Linked DNA regions of Arachis hypogaea: region 1 is linked to region 2. The links are chromatin contacts, called in public Hi-C maps. All regions are on one chromosome and are shown on one strand. Each heading gives the region's core, a stretch centred on a gene start, on an enhancer-like site or on the middle of the called end of the contact. The rest is flanking DNA. Distances are from core to core; before and after follow the strand shown. Region 1 has its middle 5.8 kb from the start of LOC112738054. Region 2 holds the start of LOC112718335 (LOB domain-containing protein 31-like).

Region 1 (2,810 bases), core at 160-2,659, 52 kb before region 2:
GGTTCTGTTTTGAATTTTCAAATGTTGATTATTGAAACTTGTGATTTTGAATTAGGTGTCTTTGAATTTCTTCATCCTTTTCTTGATATCTGGCTGTTTATCAGCATGTGTATTTCATTGTTATTTCTTTAGCTAACTAGAGAGAAAAAATAAGGGCCATTTTCTCACTAGATATGATCGATCGGCTATATTAATCAAACGATGTTTTGAGCTAACTAAATACTCAAATCTAAGTCATTCTTAATGATATTGCCCATGTGGTTGTGGGGAATTTGATTTAAGATTGCACAAAAGGTTTATGAAAAGTTTTATCAAAATTCTAAACCTTAAACCCTTAATCGGAATAGATTTTCAACCGAAGCAAGTCAATCTTGGTTTTTCTTAGATTGAATGATCAATTTGATCATGTCATGGGGTAAACAGAATTGTATTAATTAATTGACTTTCCTAACCCAGAATGATTGAAGAGCCTTCTTTTGATGTGGTTTGGGATGTCCAATGCACAAATACATTCATCTTCATCTTTTCAAATAATTGTGATTATGTCTTGTAGCTATTTGTCGTGCAATACTTTGCACATATGCTTCACTTTTATGTCTTGTAGGTATTATGTCTTTTTATTCGAACATCAAATTAGAGCACTAATAGAAAGTGGTAAGAGTAGGGGGACATGGGTGCTATTATATAATAGTGTCATATATTTACTAATATTACAAATTCTGAAAATGTTTTAACTTCTCTAATGTTTAGAAAATCACTTTCGAAACCTCCCAAAATAGAAATTCTATCAAAATATCAACTTGATCAACTTCTGTCAAACTTAGGAATTTCATAAGTTTTTTCAAGACTTAATTAAGGGATTTTTCAAAAGATTATTATTATTATTATTATTATTATTATTATTATTATTATTATTATTATTATTATTATTATGTAAAGAATTATTAAATTAGGAAAAATTTTGGTCAGATTTGTTTTGACATTATTATCCCGTTATTATATATGTCCCGGCCTAATCATGGAAGCATAAATAAAGCAACGGATAAGTGCATCCTCTGATAAACGTTATGTGTAATCTTTTTGTTCCTACATTTAATTTTAATAAGAAAAATCCACATTTTAATAAGAAAAATCCACATTTTAGCAAGGGGACCATCCTATATGCTTCATCATTTTTTTTTTGTAGCCTTTTCATTTTGTTTTCTTTCCCCCCTTAATCTCATATTATATGTTTATTAAATTTTGGATGTATTTGTAGCCGGTGCCACACCATATCTAGGGTAAAAATGCATAAATGTTTTTATTCATTTGTTTAAGTGATCATCATCAAAAGCTTGCTCTATATGGTAACAATTAAAACATGTGTTACATTGCATTGGACACTTAAAACAAACAAAAATTGTGTTTTTTTTTTTTTTTTTTTTTTTTTTTTTTTTTTTTTATGATAGATCATGATACTTGGTCCCAAACCTATGCTATATATAGCTTGATATATATTATCATCATGTGACTACCATAAGTGGTTGAGTTGTGATTCATGGATTTGTAATTAATTATTTCAACATTATAAACTTTCCAAGTATTTATTAGAAAAATACAATGTTCTAAAAACTCAACTGATTATTAAACCGAATGAATAAACAGTTCAAAGATTTTAAAGGTTCAAAAGTTTTAATTGGGGATGAATTATATATATATATATATATATATATATATAGGAAAGGATTTTTAAAATTAATTTTTAACAGATTTTTTAAGGTCTTTTATTGATTTTGTAGATTCTTTGATCGTTTTTTTTTGCAATTGATTTTTTGTCTAAATCAAATTAATGAGATGACCGATTCTCGATTAACTTTGAATTGACTGGTGTGTTTCTATTTCCAGAACAATGAAAAAATATATATTCTATAACATTGTCATCGAGATCATTCTTCCTAGACTATGTACTTTTGAACAATCTTAAATTATTACTCAAAATATGACGGTCTACCTTTAATTTATATTAATCTTCTGAAAATGTAGGATTAAAGTTAGTTTGAATAAATAATTTAATTAAAATTTTAAAATATAAAAATTTATATTAAAAGTAGTTAATACATAAATTATTTTGTGTTTAGTTTTTAAGTTATAGAATTACTTATTTAAAAAAAAAGTGATAAAAATTTTTTATTATAAAATTTTTTTAACTTTTTTTATAAGCATTTTAAATAACTTTTGAAAAGTCACAAGTTAATTTTAAAAACATTAATATTATGACTTTTCATAAATTAAAAGTTAAAAAAATTACTTCTAAACCTTTCCAAATAATGGCTAAACAATTTTTCCAAATATTGGTGTACTTTATTTATATTCATCCTTTGTGTCATTATTTTTAGAACAAACAACGAATAGGTCTTTGATTTTTTATCTCAAAGACAAATAAAATTTTGACTAATTAAAAATATAAAAACGTCTCTCAATTTTTAAAATGCGAAATATTTAAATTTTTTTGAGAGACTAATTTATCCTTATATATTTTGTATAAAAAAATTTAAATGTCTCATATTTTAAAAGATCAGAGACGTTTTTATATTTTTAATTAATAAAAAATTTATGTCTTTAAATTAAAAAATTAAACATCTATTTATCTTTTTTCTCTTATTTTTAGATATCAATCGGCCGGACATGCCATTTAAGGAAAACAAATTAGGCATAAGTTACAACTATTATTCTGAAAGTAGAGATACCCGTTCTATCAGCTTCAAATTTAAAACTAACGAAAGAAAATTAGGAACAATAAAATATAAATTAACTAAAGTAATAAACCTGAT
Region 2 (2,906 bases), core at 28-2,527:
TGGTTAACGATCCAATGTGCTATATTATTAGTAATTAAAATGAAAATTTTATTACCCTAACAAGAAAAGTTCAAGCATAATAAACCCTTGTCTCCCATGCATGTCATGAAAATTTACCAAGAACTATTCTTATTTTGGTTTTTAATACTATAAACTATATGGGAATAATAATATATATAGGCTTGGGGGGCTTTGAACTGGATGTCATTAAACTTAATTTGTTGTTTTATCTTTAGTTATTTAGGGCCTAGCCAAGACTAAGGGTATGCCTATATATACATGCACTCATGCTCATAAAATAAATTAAATGATTAAGAACATAATTAATTATTATTTTATATGATAAACTTTAAAATAATTACATGTGCATATATTATATGAATATATATAGTGGATAAAGTAATAATATTATACAAATTTTAACTCTTTATTTGTTTCATACCTTCAGGCTATATACAAGTCAAATCCTAACTATATACATATATTATTATGATATGTGGGATGGAAATAAAAAAGATAGATAAATTTAATTTTAATGCACTCGTAATATAAATTAAAATATTATATATATATTTATGCAATTAAAAATAAAAATAATCTTTTATTAATATAAAATTATGTGATTAAATATAAATTATTTTATACTAATAATGCATTAAAATTAAATTCAACAAAAAAAAATTTGATAGATATATTTAATAGTTTGTTTTCTTATGGTAGAGATATATATAATTACTCTAGCTAGCTTCCAAATAGTTTCAATAAAAGTTACATTAAGACTGTAACAACTAGTAAAACAATTATTGCCCAAAGTTCTATATCCTCACAATAAGTATATCCATCCATATAAGTAGTTCAAATAAATGCACTTGTGACTATAACATTAAGAAGGTACTCATACTATATATTATTTATATAATGACTTAGGGAATGAAAAAAAAAAAAAAAAAAAAGAGAAACGACAAGAGCAGATAGATCCAATCATCAAACAAAATGGGTTTGGTTAATGCTAGCTCATTTGTCGTATAAGCATGTTGAATGGAATCTCTAATTTTCTTTATAATTATAAATTTTTATTTTGCCACACAAATTAAAATTCATAACGGAGTGATGATAGTTTTTTCTTATTTATATATTAGGGGAAATAAGAAAAATAATGTACAACTGTAGGCCAATAAGGGAACCTAATGAAATTAATTATTCCTTATAATAATGAATCCCTTCCTCTTCCTAAATTGTATATAAAGATGGTGAGAAATGATTAAGATTTGCACAAAGCTCAAGAGTTATACCTATAACCAACCAAAAAAAATCTTCATCACCATCACAAAAATAGAAAAAATTCAAACCCCAAAATCAAATTTTTTTTTTTTAAGGTGAATTAAGATGACAGGTTCTGGTTCTCCTTGTGGTGCTTGCAAGTTCTTGAGGAGAAAATGTGTGAGAGGTTGTGTTTTTGCACCTTACTTCTGCCATGAACAAGGTGCTACCCATTTTGCAGCCATTCACAAAGTGTTTGGTGCAAGCAATGTCTCAAAGCTCCTTGCCCATCTTCCGGTCGGCGACCGCTGCGAAGCGGCCGTCACAATTTCGTATGAAGCTCAGGCAAGGCTTCAAGATCCTATCTATGGCTGTGTCTCTCATATATTTGCCCTTCAGCAACAGGTTTGTTTTCATTTCATCTTTCCTCTCATCTTCTCTCGCAAGTTCACTGAATTAGGATATATTCAAATTCTTGAAAAATAAAATTAGCATAAATTTTTTTATGGGTACTAAATATTTTAGTCTCTGATTAATCTCTTCTTGATATCTTTTATTCATTTGAAAGGAGTTAAAAAATTTAAAATTCAGTTCAAAAAATTATATCAAAAAGAGACTAATTAAGCCTGAATATATATGAATGATAATTTTTATTCTATTATTTTGATCTTGTAACTAAATATGTGCTTATTAGTTTATAATTGAAAACCCTAGCGTAGTTTAATAAACTATGAAAGGAAATGAAAATTTTAATTTCTACTTGAATAAGAGAAAAAAGAAACACCTTTGAAATACTAAAACTAGAGTTTTTTTTTTTTTAGTTAAAGTAGTGTGGCAAATTGTGGTTTCTGTAACCTAATTTCAAATATTCATAATAATCAACTGAATCAAGTATTATTTGACCTTGTTTAATTTCTCTTATTATATATGCATGAGGGTAAGAATTAATAAGTGCAAGTTTAATTTTTGGTGTTTGGATATAAATTTATAGGTGGTGAATTTACAAGCACAGCTAACATATCTAAAGGAACAAGCAGCACAACAAAGTTGTGTGAATGGTGGAAACCCTAATAATGAGAGATACTTTGATAAACCTAATATTGCTGATAACAACAACAATAATTTCATTACTCCTCAAGATCTTCAAAGTTGGTTGTTCAATATGGAAAATTCTTCATCTTCAAACTTGGGTGGCCTTGAATCTCTTCATCCAAATTTGTGCAACAACAATGATTCTTCTTATAATGGTATTAGTGATGGAAACAACAACAACAACAATGTTAATAATTCCATGATGATGATGATGGATCTAAAGCCAATTAATAATAATGGGAGTTACTATGAAAATTCAAACTCATTCTCTAGCTTTGAAGAGAGTTCTTCAAACTCCATGTCCTATGAGATGGAAACAAATGGTGGGACAAAATGGTCTTTTCATGAAGTTGATGATCTTCATTCAGTGGCCTTTGGTTACAGAAGATAAATGAATATATTGGTGAAGATCTTGAAGACTTTATCATCATATCAATTTTGATGAATATTGCTTATTATTATTTTGAAGCATGCACTACTACTCTGTTGCCATAAATAATCTAGGAACTAATTAAGGTTAGAAATGTTGATATTTATTTGAAAAAAAAAGGAAA

The links. A called contact is a pair of places that touch in the nucleus more often than the background predicts.
Region 1: a Hi-C map of an unstated tissue shows a contact between it and region 2, with 2.2 times the contacts expected there. The contact joins the enhancer-like site here to the promoter of LOC112718335 in region 2. A contact is called at or near these places in 2 of 8 Hi-C or Micro-C datasets (leaf and an unstated tissue).

Annotation. Positions count from the first base shown.
Region 1 is chr2:13,344,495-13,347,304 of arahy.Tifrunner.gnm2.J5K5, reverse strand. No RefSeq gene overlaps it. Among protein-coding and RNA genes, the nearest start is that of LOC112738054, 5.8 kb to the left of the region's middle. Within about 2 kb of position 1,409, at least 1 of the 3 cell types and tissues checked has open chromatin away from gene starts, as enhancers often do.
Region 2 is chr2:13,292,175-13,295,080 of arahy.Tifrunner.gnm2.J5K5, reverse strand. LOC112718335 (LOB domain-containing protein 31-like) reads left to right here and starts at 1,277. Exons shown (of 2, transcript XM_025770121.3): 1 at 1,277-1,665; 2 at 2,252-2,874. The coding sequence starts at 1,387. The coding sequence ends at 2,743.